Linked DNA regions of Mus musculus: region 1 is linked to region 2. Evidence: chromatin contacts called from public Hi-C data. All regions are on one chromosome and are shown on one strand. The core of a region is the stretch at or near the end of the contact, and the rest is flanking DNA. Distances in the headings are between cores, read along the strand shown. Region 1 overlaps Gm36319 (a long non-coding RNA gene). Region 2 has its middle 16 kb from the start of Mbl2.

Region 1 (3,758 bases), core at 631-3,130, 120 kb after region 2:
AGGCAAATGGATGGAACTAGAAAATATCATCCTGAGTGAGGTAACTCAGACCCAAAAGGACATACATGGTATGTACTCACTAATAAGTGAATATTGGCCCCAAAAGTCCACAATAACTAGAATAAAATCCACAGACCTTAAGAAGGTTAACAAGCCAGCTGAAGGCCCAAGTGAAGATATCCAATCCTGCTTGGGAGGGAGAAGAAAGCAATCACAGGAGTGGCAGAGACCAGAGGCAGAGAGGCAGGGACCAGGGTAGGAAAGGTGACAGGGAGGGGAAGAGGGAAACTTGATCAGGTATTGGGTGGTGGTGGGGAACAGGACTGAAGCCCTGAGGGCCAGCAGAAAGAATGGAAATAGGCAAACCTTAGGAGGTAGGAGGTGTGGGGACCCTATAGAATGTACCAGAGACCTGGAGGTGAGAGACTCTCAGGACTCAAGGGCAGGGACCTTAGATTAAATACCCAACAGCGGGGAGATGGAACTTGTAGAATTCACCTCCAGTAGAAAGATAGGGCTTCAAGTGGAGGGGTGGTGTTGCCATCCCACAGTCAAAAACTCTGACCCAGAATTGTTCCTGTCTAAAGAACTTCAGGGACAAAAATGGAGAAGAGACTGAGGGAAAGGAGATTCAGTGACAGGCCCAGATTGGGATCCATCTCAAGGGGAGGATTCGAGGTCTGACACTATTACTGATGCTGTGGTGTGCTTACAGACAGGAGCGTAGCATGGCTGCCCTCTGAGAAGCCCAACAAGCAGCTGATAGAGACAGATGCAGATACTTAAACCCAACAAATGGACTGAAGTTGGGGACCCCTGTGGTTGAATTAGGGAAAAGCTGGAAGAAGCTGAGGAGGAGGGCGACCTCATAGGAAAACCAGCAGTCTCAACTAACCTGGACCCTTGAGATCTATCAGACACAGAGCCACCAGCCAGGCAGCATACATGAGCCAGTCCAAAGCCCCGACACATATACAGCAGAGGCCTGCCTGGTCTGGCCTGAGTGGGGGGAGATGCACCTAACCCTTGAGAGACTTGAAGCCCCAGGGAGTGGTGAGGCCTAGAGGGTGGTGGGGAACATTCTCTTGGAATCAGTGGGGAGGAAGGATGGGATGCAGAACTGTAAGGTGGACTGGGAGGGGTACAACGACTGGATTGTAAAAAAAAAAAGTAGTAATAATTTTTTTAAAAGTTTATTCTTACCTTCATTTGTGCATTTGTGTGTCTTTGTGTATGTGTGTCACATTTGTGCTGGTACCTGAAGAGGCCAGAAGAGGAATATCAGACCCCCTGCAAGCGGAGATGAAGGAGGCTGTGAACCATCAGACATTGGTGCTGGGAACTGAACTCCCAGTTGTCTGGAAGAGCAGTGAGTGGTTTCAGCCATGCAGCCATCTCTCCAGTCCCAGACATTTCTCCTTGATAGGTAAGGAAGAGTGAAATGTTTGGACAAGAAAAAAGAAGTTGCATTGTAAGCATTTCCAAATAAATAAATAAATAAATAAATAAATAAATAAATAAATAAATAAACACTGTGTTCATTCTGATAAAATCACATTGTTCTTCCAGGCACCAAACTTACACTACGCCGGTTTAAAATGGAAGGCTGTTTTAATTTTTTTGTGTGTGTGTTCTCAAAACTGTTCCTCATTATAAGCCGGCCTTCTGAAGAGCTACGGTCTTTCATTCAACGTCTACAACCAAATAAATAATACTGCTTCCAAAACAGTGTGTGCAAGAGACTGGTTGGAAGCTTGATCACATGCAGACCTCTTTGTTATGATACAGTAAACCTTTGATTGTATCACTCCTATCTAAACATACATCTGCCAGCTGTCAGTTTGTCTGAGGAAATCAAGGTTGCCTTTCTTGGTGTGTTTCCTGTTCTGTTTCTCTGAAAGCACAGTGTCCCCACAGTGCCACGCTCTGCTGCTCCAATCACTTATCAGTCTTCCAGTGGGGGAAAAAAAAAGAAATTACAAGGAATTTTTGTTTTTGCAATGATTAGGAAGGAATGCTGCTTTCTGGATTCTCACAGATAGCAGGAAATGCACGCACCGGCTGCAATCCTAATCACTAAACTAATTCTTTAAAAGCGCTATTATTTTAACTACCATTCTCCTAAGAAATGACTACTTGCAGAAACCTCCACAGGAAATAACTGCCTGAGAAAATGTGAGCTGGGAAATGGGCCATAAAGTTGTACCGGGAGGCTGACTATACATAAACACTATTGTTTAGATTCTCAAACTGTCCCTGTTCGTGGTATTAAATATTTGTAAATAAGTAACTCTGTCAAAATATGAATATTGGGACTCAGAAATAAACCAGTGAGGTACAAGGCCAAGGCAGATAATCTGCTAATCCCCTACATTTTAAGACAAGGGGAAAACGGAGAGTGGAGTCTGCTATTCTGGCAATTCTCTTCCTACCAAGAATTTCCAGTGGGCTTGTCTGGAAACCATTTTTAATTTTTGTTGTACATATTCAGTTGATTTGCGTCTTGATAGATATTTGAAGTTGTGGAACTAGAGCATTTGATGTTCCCCACCTCTTACTCCTAAAATTCATGCTTGATGTTTTGTGCTGGAAAAAAAAATCAAGGAAAGTATATTGTTTTTATCACTCAGAACCATCTCAGATTGTATGCAGACTCTCTACCAGACAAATCAGCTCTTCTATCCCAACTTTGGTAGTTGTAAAATTTGTGAATCTGGATATCTTTTTCCTCCAGAAAATATCAGCCTTGAAAAAAAAAATTCTCATTTTGACTTACAGATACACATTTTATTTTAGTTTGATTTGCCTTGGAATTTTGAATGATTTATGTAAATATCAAGTAATTTTTATCTAGTGCCTTTTCTTTTCCTACATTAAACAAACAAACAAACAAACAAACAAACAAACACAAAAGTAAATAAAATCCAGGTTATAATACCCACAAAACAGAGACCTATTAGCTGGTCATATCTAATGCATACATTTGTGAACACTAAGTAATAGCTCTACTGTGTTGGTGTGTGGAGTACTAAAGTCAATGATATTTCACACAACTGTTGCTGCCCATGTAACTCTACTTAACATAACAATAAATGTAAAACCTTACGTTCCATATATTGAGGGAGGAAAAGATACACAGTCATTCCTAGGGTTGAAGAGAAATAGCCAAGGTCTGTGCCTGGTTGTGGTCTTACTAAGCGCTGATTAGCAGGAGGTTCTTACTGCTTTCACAGTCGTAGCTGGGGCCAGCGTTTTAGAGCTGCTACTACCGAACCACTGTAAACTGGTAGATTTGATAATTAATCCTCACGAATCGAGCATGCTTTGAAGCTAATTATAAAGATATTAAAACAAAATATTTAAGATAGTTTTTTCCCATATTGTTCTGAAATTAACTTCAGCCACAGACTGAATAAAGAAGACCCCAAACAACAGGGTGTAAACCCACCTAATAACAAAGAATAAATCCCTCTCGCCCTCAGCACTGCCCAAGCATAGAATGGGAACATTATCAAGCCCCAAGAAACTTCTCAGCATGCAGCTGACTCTCCTGAAGAGCATTTTCTTTGGCTTTTACATAGGTACCTTGGTAGGCAACTTTCCTATCATATTTCACCCTTCTTACTAACACCAGCAGATTGCTGACAAACAGAATACAAATGTGTATACAAACAAGTTGTCCAGAACTGAAGAAGGAAGTGGAGGAACCTCCAAATGAGCAGCCTATGACTAATTAAACCTTGAAGCAATTCAGAGGA
Region 2 (3,894 bases), core at 530-3,029:
CATCTGCCCAGAAGTACACAATTCTCTAAAGCTGAGACCCTTTAACACAGTCCCTCATGTAGTGGTGACCCTTCAACCATAAAATTATTTGATTGCGACTTCATAACTGTAGCTTTGCTGTGCAAGGGTCGTCCAACTTTCAGAGGGGTCTTGACCCACAGGTTGGAAACTGCTAAGTAATACAACAAACAGTGGCTGCTAAATGATTGTCATGGAGCCAAATCATTTACTTTGGTAGGTAGCCACTGTCAGATCGTTCAGGCCCTTCAGCCTTGCTCAGTGCTGCCTCCTTCTGGCCACTCTTACCAGATAGCTACTTAGTTTATCCACCCACCTAGACTGCCGCAGCCTCTTTGAAAGCACGCGGATTGTTTCTACCCGCCCCGCCCCGCCCCTGTGCCACGCTTTGCCTGATCTGCACTTCAAGTTGAGCTAGCTTGCTTCACATGTGTTCACGTTACTCCTCTGAGTTACAGCTTCCGTGACTTGGGGCTTTGAACAGGAGGCTGGAGACTTAGAGATTTTTCTTTCTTTCTTATGATCATGCCTCTGATAGTGATATGAAGTTGGTGGACAAACCACATGCTCTTACACAAAGGTTTCTAAAACCACGCTGGTGTGTTTCCCAGGTATGTAGTATGGAAGATGAAGACAGCAGAGATGAGATTAATCAAAGACCTGAAAACAGAATCCACGTGTATTGATGCTCATTTTGGGAAAGCCTTTTTATAAGGGAGACCTACAGCATAGGACTGGTTAGTAACAGTTTGCTGAAAGGTGTATGTGTGGAGTTTAGGCTTATACGCTCTACTTTTTGAGGACTCTAGACAGTGAGGTTTTAGTCTGCGTGGGCTGTCATCAGAAAGGTGGCTGTCTTAACCATTGTGGAGAACTGGAGAGGATTTGAAAGAATTTAGGGCCCACCCTAGTTCTAGAGAGGTATATTGACCAGGTTGTTTATCATGAGCCTTTCTGTCTGGGCTTAAACATGATTCCAGACACGATTCCTAAGTGGTCTTGATTTTGTTTATGGAAATTCTGCTCTTGAATACTGGAGCGTTAGTTCAGTAGTAAAAAACTTACCCAGCATGGGGGAGGCCCTAAGTTCCACTCCCAGTGTCACCAGAATACCAATGATGGTGATAGAGGATTGTTCAAATGTCTTTTTTGCTTTATTTCGTATCATTTTTAATACACTTTATTCTCCAAGGAATCCAACTTTGTATATTTATTGGTATAGTTCATGGGCATTCAGTATAATGCTTTGAGATCCAACATGGTCAGCAGTGATAGCTCTTTTTAATTATCGACATTATTTCATTGTGTCAGGGCTCAAAGCGTCTAACAGACATTGATAAATATGTATTGACCTGTTGCTCAAGATTATAGGTGGAAAAATGGCAAAAAACCCCCCAATAAAACAACAACCAAAATCAAACCCACCCACCCACCAACCAACTCATATCCTCCAAAGAAAACTGTAACAAAAATTCAGATGCCTTATCATGCAATTTAAAAAATTACACTTACTGAAAGAATTCTTTCTTCAAATAAAAGAATTAGTTTTCTCATTTTTGGTGCATGTTTGGAATAAAGAAAGACACAAACTATAAAGAATATAGAAGAGATGAAAGCACTTAGAACATTTATATATTCATTTTTAAATCTCCACAACATCGGCTTTGCTCTTATGCTTGTTTGAAATGACTCACACTGGGAACAATCAAGGAGGCACTCGACGGATTGTGCCCCAGTTGTGGCGACAATTTTCATTAAGACAGCAGAGGGCGCTCTTCCCCTGGAGAATTACCCAAGCTACCAGGAAATCCATCGCAAGAAGCTCACTGTGTAGCAAGAAATGTATTTTAGTAAAATTATTTTCATGACATGCTTCAAATCGCTGCTTTTCAAAGGAAACAAGTTTTGACAATTAAGTAATTACTGTGGTGTTCATGTTAATTCAGTCGTCATTGGAAACATGAAAGATACAAATATTCCAAAATAATAAATTACTCATTTATGTCCAGAGAAAATTGTTGAAAGAATTTGGGAGACACTGAAAAATTGTGATTACTGAAAATAAGTCCAGTAATATTTCAGGTCAGGTTCTATTATGGAAAAATTAACATAATGGAAATAAGAAAAAAACATGAAAACTAATTCCCCTTAACCCAAAAACCAACCCCCCCAAATCCCTGACGAATTCACTGACTTCTACTGATACCTCATTGCCTCTCTCTGCTGACCAAATTGAATTATTTTTAAACACAGATCATATCCCCTTAAACCTAACTTAAATCACGTATTTCAGAACAATAGCTTCTCTCTATTTTCCCCTCTTTCTCCTTCTGCCCCTCTTTTCTTCCGCTTTTGACCCTTTGAGACAATCTGCCATTCTCTAACTCAGGCTAGCCTGGAAATTACTATGTAGCCCAGGCTGGTCCTAAGTGTATGATCCTCCTGATTAAGCCTTCCAAATGCTGAAGTTCCTGATGTGACCCACCTTATCTGATGAAACACTTTCATCAGACAGGACAACCAAGGGGCTGGGATGAACCCTGGTTGGCACATGGCTTGTCTAGTGTGCATCAAGCCCTCAGTTTAATCCTAAAACCACATTAACTAGGCATGAAGTGGCACAGCCCCCTAATTCTAGCACTTGGGAGGTGAAGGCAAGATGGCCAGATGTTCAAAGTCATCCTTGGCTACACATTAGGTCTGAGCCAGCTTGGGCTAGATTAGGCTGTGTCTTTTTTTTTTTTTTTTTTTTTTTTTTGAGACAGGGTTTCTTTGTATAGCTCTGGCTGTCCGGAACTCACTCTGTAGACCAGGCTGGCCTCGAACTCAGAAATCCACCTGTCTCTGCCTCCCAAGTGCTGGGATTAAAGGTGTGTACCACCACTGCCCAGCTAGGCTGTGCCTTAAAATAAAAGCAAAAAGCAAAACAAACAAACAAACAAATAAACAATCAAAGGCAAAATAGTACCACCACCTTTAAAAATTAAAATAGATTCTGCCTGAGAATCTAATACAGTATCTAATACTCCTATTATTTCTTCATGGTTTAACCTTTGTCATTTTCTTTGTTATTCAATGTATCTAGGAAAAGATACATTGTGTATTGTGCTTGATCTAGGAAAAGATACATTGTATCTGTTGTGCTTGATGCTCATGGCTCTGGAGTTGTGGTTAATAGGACCTTGCTTGTAAATAAATAAGTTTTATTTTATTTCAATGTGCCATGTACTCAAAGTGTGATCCCCAACAACTCCTAAGGTCCTATAACTACAAACTTCAAAGCATATCTGATGTTATTACAGCCCCAACTACCTTAGGATTGAAGGAGCTGAAGGGGAAGACAACTCCATAGGAAGACCAACAGTGTCAACCAACCCGGACCCCTGGGAGCTCCCAGAGACTAAGCCACCAACCAAAGAGCGTACACGGGCTGGTCAGTAGCCCTTGGCACATATATAGCAGAGGCCTGCCCTGTCTGGCCTCCCTAGGAAAGGATGTATCTAATCTTGTAGAGATTTGTTGTCCCAGGGGAGGGGGATGGGGAAGAAAGGGGAGGGTGAGGTGGGGGTGCAGATGTGGGCATATGTTTTGGGGAACACTCTGTCAAAGGCAGAGGGGAGAGGGGATGGGGTGAAGAATTCTTGGAGAGGGACCTGGAAGGCTGGCAACATTTGGAATGTAAATAGATAAAACGATTAAAAAAACAAAAGAGCCCCAGCTACCTTTTAAGCCATAGACACATTATAACATGTTAAAGTTTTAAAGTTTCATGAGAAGCATTATTTTTTGGAATGCTTCCTTCCCTCCCTCCCTCCTTCCCTCCCTTCCTCCCTCCTTTCTCTTTCTTTTCTTTTCTTTTCTTTTCTTTTCTTTCTT

What was found. A called contact is a pair of places that touch in the nucleus more often than the background predicts.
Region 1: a contact with region 2 is called in a Hi-C map of the N1E-115 cell line, with 3 times the contacts expected there. The contact joins two enhancer-like sites. A contact is called at or near these places in 1 of 15 datasets of contacts at CTCF or cohesin (CD8 T cells) and 26 of 484 Hi-C or Micro-C datasets (the AML12 cell line, the G1E-ER4 cell line, the HL-1 cell line and 16 more).

What each region holds. Positions count from the first base shown.
Region 1 is chr19:30,370,236-30,373,993 of GRCm38.p6, forward strand. Gm36319 (a long non-coding RNA gene) reads right to left here. Exons shown (of 3, transcript XR_386647.3): 3 at 1,012-1,418. Among named protein-coding and RNA genes, the nearest start is that of Gm36319, 23 kb to the right of the region's middle. Within about 2 kb of position 1,881, at least 13 of the 459 cell types and tissues checked have an H3K27ac peak or open chromatin away from gene starts, as enhancers often do. A contact at or near this core is called in the N1E-115 cell line, where this site is marked.
Region 2 is chr19:30,247,237-30,251,130 of GRCm38.p6, forward strand. No RefSeq gene overlaps it. Among named protein-coding and RNA genes, the nearest start is that of Mbl2, 16 kb to the left of the region's middle. Within about 2 kb of position 1,780, at least 3 of the 459 cell types and tissues checked have an H3K27ac peak or open chromatin away from gene starts, as enhancers often do. A contact at or near this core is called in the N1E-115 cell line, where this site is marked.